3 separate regions of the Sus scrofa genome follow, and regions 2 and 3 are each linked to region 1. Evidence: chromatin contacts called from public Hi-C data. All regions are on one chromosome and are shown on one strand. Each heading gives the region's core, a stretch centred on a gene start, on an enhancer-like site or on the middle of the called end of the contact. The rest is flanking DNA. Distances are from core to core; before and after follow the strand shown.

The links. A called contact is a pair of places that touch in the nucleus more often than the background predicts.
Region 2: a Hi-C map of skeletal muscle shows a contact between it and region 1, with 7 times the contacts expected there. The contact joins the promoter of GAB1 here to the enhancer-like site in region 1. A contact is called at or near these places in 1 of 5 promoter capture datasets (liver), 2 of 47 Hi-C or Micro-C datasets (embryonic fibroblasts and skeletal muscle) and 1 of 2 datasets of contacts at active chromatin or transcription factors (skeletal muscle).
Region 3: a contact with region 1 is called in a Hi-C map of skeletal muscle, with 16 times the contacts expected there. The contact joins the promoter of INPP4B here to the enhancer-like site in region 1. A contact is called at or near these places in 19 of 47 Hi-C or Micro-C datasets (alveolar macrophages, brain, embryonic fibroblasts and 12 more) and 2 of 2 datasets of contacts at active chromatin or transcription factors (alveolar macrophages and skeletal muscle).

Annotation. Positions count from the first base shown.
Region 1 is chr8:86,072,068-86,074,962 of Sscrofa11.1, reverse strand. LOC106504720 (a long non-coding RNA gene) reads left to right here. Exons shown (of 4, transcript XR_001298412.2): 2 at 2,334-2,414. Among named protein-coding and RNA genes, the nearest start is that of RNF150, 14 kb to the left of the region's middle. Within about 2 kb of position 1,497, at least 14 of the 83 cell types and tissues checked have an H3K27ac peak or open chromatin away from gene starts, as enhancers often do. A contact at or near this core is called in alveolar macrophages and skeletal muscle, where this site is marked.
Region 2 is chr8:84,390,002-84,392,896 of Sscrofa11.1, reverse strand. It overlaps GAB1 (GRB2-associated-binding protein 1), which reads left to right and starts at 1,386. Exons shown (of 12, transcript XM_003129177.6): 1 at 1,386-2,333. The coding sequence starts at 2,262.
Region 3 is chr8:84,810,686-84,813,580 of Sscrofa11.1, reverse strand. It overlaps INPP4B (type II inositol 3,4-bisphosphate 4-phosphatase), which reads right to left and starts at 1,499. Exons shown (of 30, transcript XM_021100673.1): 1 at 1,257-1,499.

The DNA of each region.
Region 1 (2,895 bases), core at 248-2,747:
AGCCTATGAAAGCGATTCTAGGTAGTGTCTTTGCATAACCAAAAGCTTGTCCTCAGGAGTCATTTACAACTTCTTAATTACACACTTTGCTTGCAGTACACATAATTATGTGCTTCTTTCCCTGCCTCAAGCGAGAAAGGTTTTTAATTCTTACAAGTGCTGGAGGTTTACAGTCATTAAAGATGTCAGAGTCCTTTTTGGAGAAGTTGGTAGAAAGGGGAAGTTAATACATTGCAATGGGCTGAGTTATAGCCCCCTCAAATTCAGATATTGGAGTTCTAACCCCCAGTACCTAGGAAGGTGACTATTTGGAAAAAGGCTCTTTAAAGAGGTAGGTAACATTTAGAATGGATGGGCAATGAGATCCTACCGTACAGCACGGGGAACTGGGTCTAGTCTTGGGATAGGCCAGGACGGGGGATGATATGAGGGAAAGAATGTGTATATTCATATAACTGGGTCACTTGGCTGTGCAGCAGAAATTGGCACAACATTGTAAATTAACTATATTTTGATTTAAAAAAAAGGTACCAAAAAGGGGTAACTAAGTTAAAATGAGGTCTTTAGATTGAGCCCTAAGCCAATTGGACTGGTGTCCTTCTAAGAAGAGGATGTTTGGCCATGGGCATGGAGGGAAGACCACGGGGAGACACAGGGTGAGGACAGCTGTCTATAAGCCAAAGAGAGAGTCCTCAGAAGAAACCAGCCTTGCTGACCCCTTAACTTTGAACTTCTAGCTCCCAGAACTGTGAGAAGATAAACTTCTGTTGTTGAAAGCCATCCAGTCTCTGTTTTGGGAGCTCTGACAAACTAATATATCCAGCAAGGAAATATTGTAAAAAAAAAAAAAAAAAAAAAATCTTCATTGAGCCCTGACCTATTGCAATAGAAGATGGTGGACAGGTGATTGACAGCCTATTAAGACCAGTCTGGAAGATGCAGGGTCTCCCTTACCTATTTTTCAATTGGTTTCCCAACTGGACGGTGGTGTTGCTTACAGCAGAGATGGTGTCTAACGTGTCTTCAACCCACCTGCTCTTTGCACACAGTAGGTGCTCATCCATGCCTTTTGAACAGATCAGGCATGAATGGGGGGAGCAGTGGCACCAAGCACTCACAGTGGCTTCATGCGTGGGGAAGCGTGCAGGCTCTGGAGTGAGGTCGTCCCAGGTTGACACCCAGATCAGCCACTTACTGGTCACCTGGCCCTGGGCAGGTTTCCTCATGTCTCTGTGCCTCTGTTTCCCCAGAAGGAAAACAGAGATCATTATCATACCTATCTCCTCAATGTGCTGTGATGGTTAAATGCAAAAATTGTGACTAAATTATTCAAGCACCGCAAAAGCACTTAGAACGGTTCCAGGCACATAAAAGGCACTTATTCAGTCTTTGGCTATTACATGAGTCATTTCAAGAATGTCCAGCAAGTACATGACAAGGGAAGGTCTGTCCTGACTGTTGACATGGAGCAGGACTCTGTTTCCGGGTGATAGTGCTATCAGCTCTCTGGCCCCACTCCAGCTTCTCCCCGCACAAGTAACCAGATCCTCCCCACTCGGGGAGAGGAAGTGGCTTTTATAAAGCAAAAGAGGAACTTCGCAGCCTGCATATTAAAGAGCCAGGTCACTGTCCTCAGCCGGTCTGTGGAGCTCGGCACTGTTGTGTTAGCAGGGTCGCTAAGGCAGGCGGTTCTTGGCAATCATTGGGCAGTGGACTATGTTTAGGTCTGAAGGCTAAATGTTGGGGGGTGGATAGGGTGGAGGAGTCAGAGAACGCCCATACTCACAAGGAAGCGGAGGCTGACATCTCTGCCTTGCTTGACTTCTCTGCAATCCTGGTGTGAGACTAGAGAGTGGCATAGGCCCACATGCAGCAGAAAACTTAGCAGTGGTACCTAAACTCAGACCCTAGTCTTGAGTGCCAAGGGGACCCAAACGAACCGATCAGTTTAATCTGGGGAGAGCTCGTGTGAGAAGGTGAGTTCTCCATGAGGTTTGATGGATGAGAGGGTATAAGTTGGTAGAGAGCAGGAAAAGAGGGAAACCCTTACCCAGTGAGAATCGAGGTTTCAGACTCACGTTTCCATCTAATTCTCTCAATGAGCCTATATGTGGGTAGAAGTAACAGCCTCTATGCCTGGTACATCGTGGCAGGAAATAGGAACTGCGCGCCTTTTCACAAAAGCAAAGGCTGGGCGATGTCATCCTCATCCAACAGATATTTTACTAGTATCTTCTCCTTCATAAAATTTCCCCTTTTGTCTGTTGCTCCACTAGTAAGAAAACGATGGGATAGATTAGGTTTAACTATAACTCTCTGAGTATGTTTTGTAGATGATTCAAAGAAAGGAATCCACCAAGTCCAGACATTTTGAAGCCTAGAGACCTTGAGAGTGGCAACACCTTATGGGATGTGTAACACTTCAGCTGCACGTAACAGAGTTCTCAACTAAAAATGGCTTAAAAAACAATGTGCTTCATATCTCACGTTACAAGAAGTCCAACGGTAGATAGTTCTGAGGTTGGCAAAGCCAAAGTTTAACTCTGATCTCAAGCTCTCAGATGCTTTCTACCTGTCTGCTGTGCCACCTTCAGGGTGTCATCAATGTCTCCTCTCACAGTCACAGACAGCTGCAGAAACTCCAGGTGTCACATGCAAATGCAAGAACAGCGCCTCCAAAAGGGGTGGGGAGGTTGCTTCCCATAAATCTTTTATTTTGTTTTATTTTTTTGGTCTTTTTGCCTTTTGTAGGGCCGCTCCCATGGCATATGGAGGTTCCCAGGCTAGGGGTCTAATGGGAACTGTAGCCACCGGCCTACACCACAGCCATAGCAACGCGGGATCCAAGCCGCGTCTGCAACCTACACCACAGCTCACGGCAACGCCGGATCCTCA
Region 2 (2,895 bases), core at 137-2,636, 1.7 Mb after region 1:
TTATCTCTTTGATTTTTCTACAAAACAAGTATAAATCTCCTCTTTCTTTACAAACACCTTTCTCATCTCTGGCTAGCTTATCTTCAAGGAAGACTTCTCTCATTCTATCTGACCTAGTCCCATCTGGTTATTCTTCCAATTTACCGTGTTTATTTTCCCCAGGGCACAACATTTATCACAATTTGTACTTGTGCTGACCCCTGTTTATCCTCTGCCACCACAGAAATGTCACCTCCATGAGTGCAGGGAACTTTGTCACCACCCAGCACCTATTTTCCTGCTATAATGGTAAACCTTTTCAAACTCAAGAGAAACTTTTGAATGCCAGTACTGTTATTAATAAGCAAGTGCCTGAGGTTAGGTTTTTCCAGAAATGTTCACTCATCTACTATTTTTAGCACTTTTATCTCATTTATTTATATTACCTTCTAAAATTTGTTTGGGGGCTTTGTTTTTCACAAATAAATTTATATTTCTATTACAGGATCGTGTCAAACTCAGGACCAGGTATCATAATTGCAATACACACACGCAAGCAAATAGAGCTAAGACGTCTAGTAAAGTTTCCCTTTTCTGGTTCAACATCCCAAGGGTAGATTTTAAACAAATCCAAAGTCAAGTGGAAGAAACTGGCTACAAGTGGAGGGAGAGTGACTTCAAAATGTCCCAGAGAGAGATTCAACCAAATCTTTGGTCCCAGTAAGAACTCCCATTACTCAGGCAAGGCTGCTCCAAGGTCCAGCCCACAGCGGCCCGAAAGGGTCCCCTTCTGATCTCCTCTCCAGACTGGGTGCCTTAGCGCGATCCCCTGCGCCCTTGTTCTCCTGGTGTCTGACCTTCAACCTCGAGGGCCGGGGCACAGGGGTCGAGGACTCTCAGGGCGCGCGGTCTCCCTCCGGCCGTCAAGTAGAGGCCCCCTCACCCCCCGCCCAAACCCCTGATTAAACAAACCGAACAAACTCCAAACTGACACTCGGCTGAGCCAACATGGCAATCCCCAGACCGAACATTCAAACGTTCCTCACTCCTTCAGCAGACCGAGCCCCGGAGCGCTACTCTCTCCGAGGCCTGGCCGCTATTCCCAGCGAGGACCCCGCGGGGGGCTCCCGGCGCCAATGCAGCCAGGCGGCCAAGGACCCCTCTCCAGCTTCCCGAACTACAGATCCCAGGGTGCCTCTCGGACTCCGGCTCCCTCCCTCTCTCGCTCCCTCCCTCCGTGCGTCTCCTCCTCCCCGGCCCTTGTTGTTTTGGCTGGAAGCGCTCCGGCGGAGTTTCAGAGAAAGTCTAGGCAGAAACCGGAGCCGGCCGAACGTGGGAAGGGGAGGAGGGAAGGGAGGAAGAGGGAGCCGGGAGGCCGAGAGAGGGAGGGATCTGGGCCGGGGGCCGGGCCGCTCGGAACCTACCGCACGCCCCGGGGTGGGGGAGGCGGCGCGGGAGGAGCGCGAGGGGACCGGACGGTGGGCTCGGTCCCCCCCAGTCTAGCCGCGGAGCTCCTCGTCTCTCCGCCTTCTTTCTCCCGCGGCGGCGGCGGCGGCGAGCGCGGACCCACCCTCCGGCTAGACCTGCGCCCTGCCCAGCGACGCCCAGCCGGCGGCTCCCTCCGTGGCTCGGGACCAGCCCCGCGCCCAGTGCCCACGGGACCCTCGCGGCTTCCCCTTTCCTCCCCGCTGCCCGGGCGCCGCGGAGAAGTGACCCACCCTCTCCCGAGGAGGAGGAGGAAGGAGAGGATCGCGCCGGGCGCCCCGAAACCCAGAGCGGGCGAGCCAGAGTGGGCGCCTCCCGGGGGCTTTGTGAGTGTGTGAGTGTGTATGTGTGTGTGCGCGTGCAGCGTCGTGTCTGTCTCGAGAGCGCTTTGGGAGGTCCTGTCCCGAGGGGGCGGAGCGCAGGGGGCCGAGGCTTGGGCTCCGCGCCGGGGCAGAGTCCCGTGGAGCCGAAGCGCGGCGGAGGCGGCCGGCAGAACGGCACGCCTGGCGGCCAGGCGGGCGCACTGAAGGAAGGCCGGGGCGCCCTCGGCCCGGCCGCGGTCCCAGCCCCGAGGTGTCGGCCTCGGCGGCGCAGCCCGATTCTACTCACGTCCAAGGACCTGCCTGCGGGGAAGAAGTTCGGACGCGTTGAGCCTGCGCGCCGCGAAGCCCGTCCGCCCGGTCCACCCCGTCCACCCGAGGTGCGCCGCAGTAGAGCAAGGTCCCCGCCTTTGCGCGACCGCCCGGCGTCGACGGTGTCGGGAGCGCGCCCGGCGCGGAGCCTGAGAAGCGCGCACCATGAGCGGCGGCGAAGTGGTCTGCTCGGGATGGCTCCGCAAGTCCCCCCCGGAGAAAAAGTTGAAGCGTTATGTAAGTAAAACTCCGCCGCTGCTCCCATCCCGGGGCGGCTCGCGCGGGCGTTGCTGCTTCCACTCAGTCCCCATCCCTTGCCCCTGGGCCCCTTCCCCGGCAGGCTTGGGACCCGGGCTGTAAGCTCCCGCCTGGCCTCCGCCTGGCCGGGGATCTTTCCTCCATCCAGATTGCAGACTTCGGCTCATCGGAAGGCCCAGCGTTGCCAGCTGAACGCCCGCTGCGTGTTTTTATTATTTTAGCGGGGGTGAGGGGAGGGCATTCTCTTTTCGTGATTTCTGCATGGAATTCTTAGGGGCTGCTGTGTAGTAAATTTCCCGCACTGGGAAAACCGCCAAGGTGTTGAACTCAGCAGTCTTCTCTTTGGTCCGCGCTCCCTCCCGCCTTCCCCTCGGGGTGGTTGCGGGAAGCGGGAGGGGAACCTGGGAAGCTGCATTAGAAAAGAGCATCTCCAGTCCGCGCGCAAGGGAAAGAAAAAAGTTATTACGCGCCCTGCCGTTTGCTTAGCAGGGTTCACATTTTTGCGGTTTTGAATCGAGGGACATTGGAGTTTGGCCCGAGA
Region 3 (2,895 bases), core at 250-2,749, 1.3 Mb after region 1:
GACCTCAAATAACACATTTCAGAAAGGGAGGAAACCTAGTTCTGGAGATGGGGGGGGGGGGAGAGGAAAGGGAAAGTGAATCTTCATCATTAAAACAAGAGTAAGAGAAAACCCTCCCCGGTTTTTCCGGTAAGTTTTGTGCAGGAGCAGGAGCAGCAGCAGCAGCAACAACCTCATCAACATGCACATCCTCACCCTTATAAACCTCTAGTCCCCAAATAGAAACTGCTGGTGCCTCTCCATCTTCTAGGGACAGAAACCACCCCCCAACAGGGAGGAGATTTCAGAGGCAAAGGGAGGGGCAAAAACAGGTACCTGGAGCTCCAGCATCCTGGTCTTAGTCCCAGCGACAAGCCTGAAAGTCCCTTCAGGAACGACCCCTAGCTCCGAACATCCCTGGCCTGGGTGCTCCGTGCCAGAGGTGCCCTGAGAGCTCGCGGACCCTGCAGCGCAGTTTTCAGACTTCAAACAACGATGCTCCCCCCACAACACACAGTACCACCAGCAGCACCACCACCGCGCTTTCAAGTCATGGCCCTGGCTTTCTGACCCTTTAGAAGGACCTCTCTGTGGGAGGACAAGTGATGTCTGGTTGCCAAGAAGAGACACGTAGCGGGCTGAGTTGCTGGGAGTGGAACGAGGGTGGTCATGACAGGGACTCTTTAGGAAAAGCCCAAAACGGGGCAACTGAGACCCCAGTATCAAGCACCCTCACTCCCACCCCCACCCCACCCCCACCCTTCGCCCTGAAGGCGACTTCTCCCGGGGCGGGCGGCGTTGGCAGCTTTGTGGCCGGGATAGGGATGAGAGCGAGCCCCCCCTCCCTCTGGCCACCGCAGCCCCTCCAAAGGGACCGCGAGGGTGGGCGCAGCCTTGGAAGGTCAGCGAGGCCAGAGCTCGGAGTTAACCCGGGGCCCTGAGAGTGAGTGTGAAGGGGTGAGGATGAACGTGAACCCGCGCGTGGGCCCGACCGAGCGGCGCCGGGCCAGAGTGTCCGCGGGGGTCAGGGGTACTCCTGCTGCCGAGGAGAGGCAGCGCACCACACCCCTTAGGCGCGAGGGCCGTATGGGGCTATCGGGGCTGCCAGGCTGAGAAACTTAATGCCAAACAAGACTCCCTCACCACCCCCCGCCAGGACGTGACCCCCCCCACCCCGCTCTCAGACCCGCTCCAACGCCTGACACATTCCCCACCGCCTCCCAGACCACCCTGGCCAAACCCCCCACCCGGCCCTGGGAGCCCCGGCGGGTAATTACCTCTCCTGGAGGCGGAGTGGGGGGCGGCAGCAGCAGCAGCAGACACTTTTAGCCTGACTTTCCGGCGTTCGCGGGTGAGCGTGTGCGCGCCTAGCGAGAGCTGTAACCTGCTATTTATAGACCGGAGCCTCAGCACCCGGGCTGGGAACCCGGAGGAAGCGAGCCGGCGGCGCGGCGGCGCAGGGCGCAGGGCGCGAGCGGCTGCTCCCCGAGGCGCCCGCGCCTCCCTCGGGCTCCGGGTTCCCGCCGCGCTCCCCGCTCGCTCCCCGCCCCGCCGCGCGCGCCCCGGAGAAGTTGTCGCCGGCGCGGCCGCCTCTCCCCTGCTCACATGCTCCCCTGGCACAATCGCTACTTTCTCCCCCCGCACCCCCCCCGCCCCTCCAATCCCACCCCTCCCTGCTCCTCTTCCTCTTCTGCTGGTTCCCAGCGGTCTCCTCCCAATGTCACCGGCGCCCGAACAGAGGCAGCGACGGCAGCAAGAGTCGCGCAGCTGGCGCAGCTCGCCTCCCACTACCGATGGAGTGGAGTTGATGTCCCCGCCGCCCAACCTGAAATGACCCCAACAGGCTCACTCTGTGTACCGCCACCCCGCACCCCGACCCTCTGCTGGGCCCCTCTGCCAGCGGGGACGGTCCCTAGCCTGTGCTGCCAGGAGCACCGCTGCGGAGCGGTGGTGAGAGGTGACCCGAGGCCGCCACGCCGCGGCCGGGGCCACGGAAACCACAGGGGTTTTTAAACGGCGAAAGGGGGCGCCCCAGAACCGGGCTCAGTCCGGGAGGGTAGGGAAGCGACGTTCCCCCCGTCCCCGCCCCGTTCCCCGGACTTCTGCCTGCCACCACTCTGGGACCTGTCTCTCTTACTACTCCTCTGCCTGGGCCCGGACTTAGGGCGGAGGAGACCTGGGCAATGGCGAGGCTTCCAGCTCAGCGCAGCCCACCGACCACCCGCCGCAGTCCCCACGTCTCTGCTCGGGGACTGAGGCCGAGCTGTTCCCCACAGGCGTGTGTCACGCCTTTGGCAGCCCCGGCGCGTGGAGACAAATCTACGCTCTGTCTGTTTGGGTGTCAGGAAAACAGGGTACGTAATCGCGCAGTCTGAACCGAGGCTAAAACTCCCTCACTTCCTCGCAAACAAGCCCACGGGCGAAGGCAAGCTGCCTGGCTATTCCGGGTTGCGGGGTGTGGGGCAAATGCCTCTCCCCATCTGCGCCTTACAGGTGCCACCTGGCGGTTCTCGTGGAGAGGTATTGACTGAGCTGCTCAAAGGTAATGGTAAAGCTGGGAATGCCAGCCCCAGTCCAGGCAAGCACCCTCGGTAAGGGCACTTTTAAAAGATAATAAGGCGGAGTGAGAATACCAGTATGCTCAGGTTACATTTGCCACGCAGAGAGACTGGAATCCCAAAGTTAGGATGGTAACATCGATTTGGGTTAAGTCAGGGCTTAATGTTACACCAAGTGGGAAGCTGTAGCTGTCCCCACCTGTCACCCCTGCTGTCACTTCCTACTCTAGGCATCCATTCTCTCCGCAAGCATTTCACTGCCAGCCAGCAGGTTAGAAGCTTTATCAATGAGAGCAGAGACTTTGATGTTTGTTTGTTTGTTTGTTTTTTCCTATTGCTCTTCCTCAGAACTTGGAAC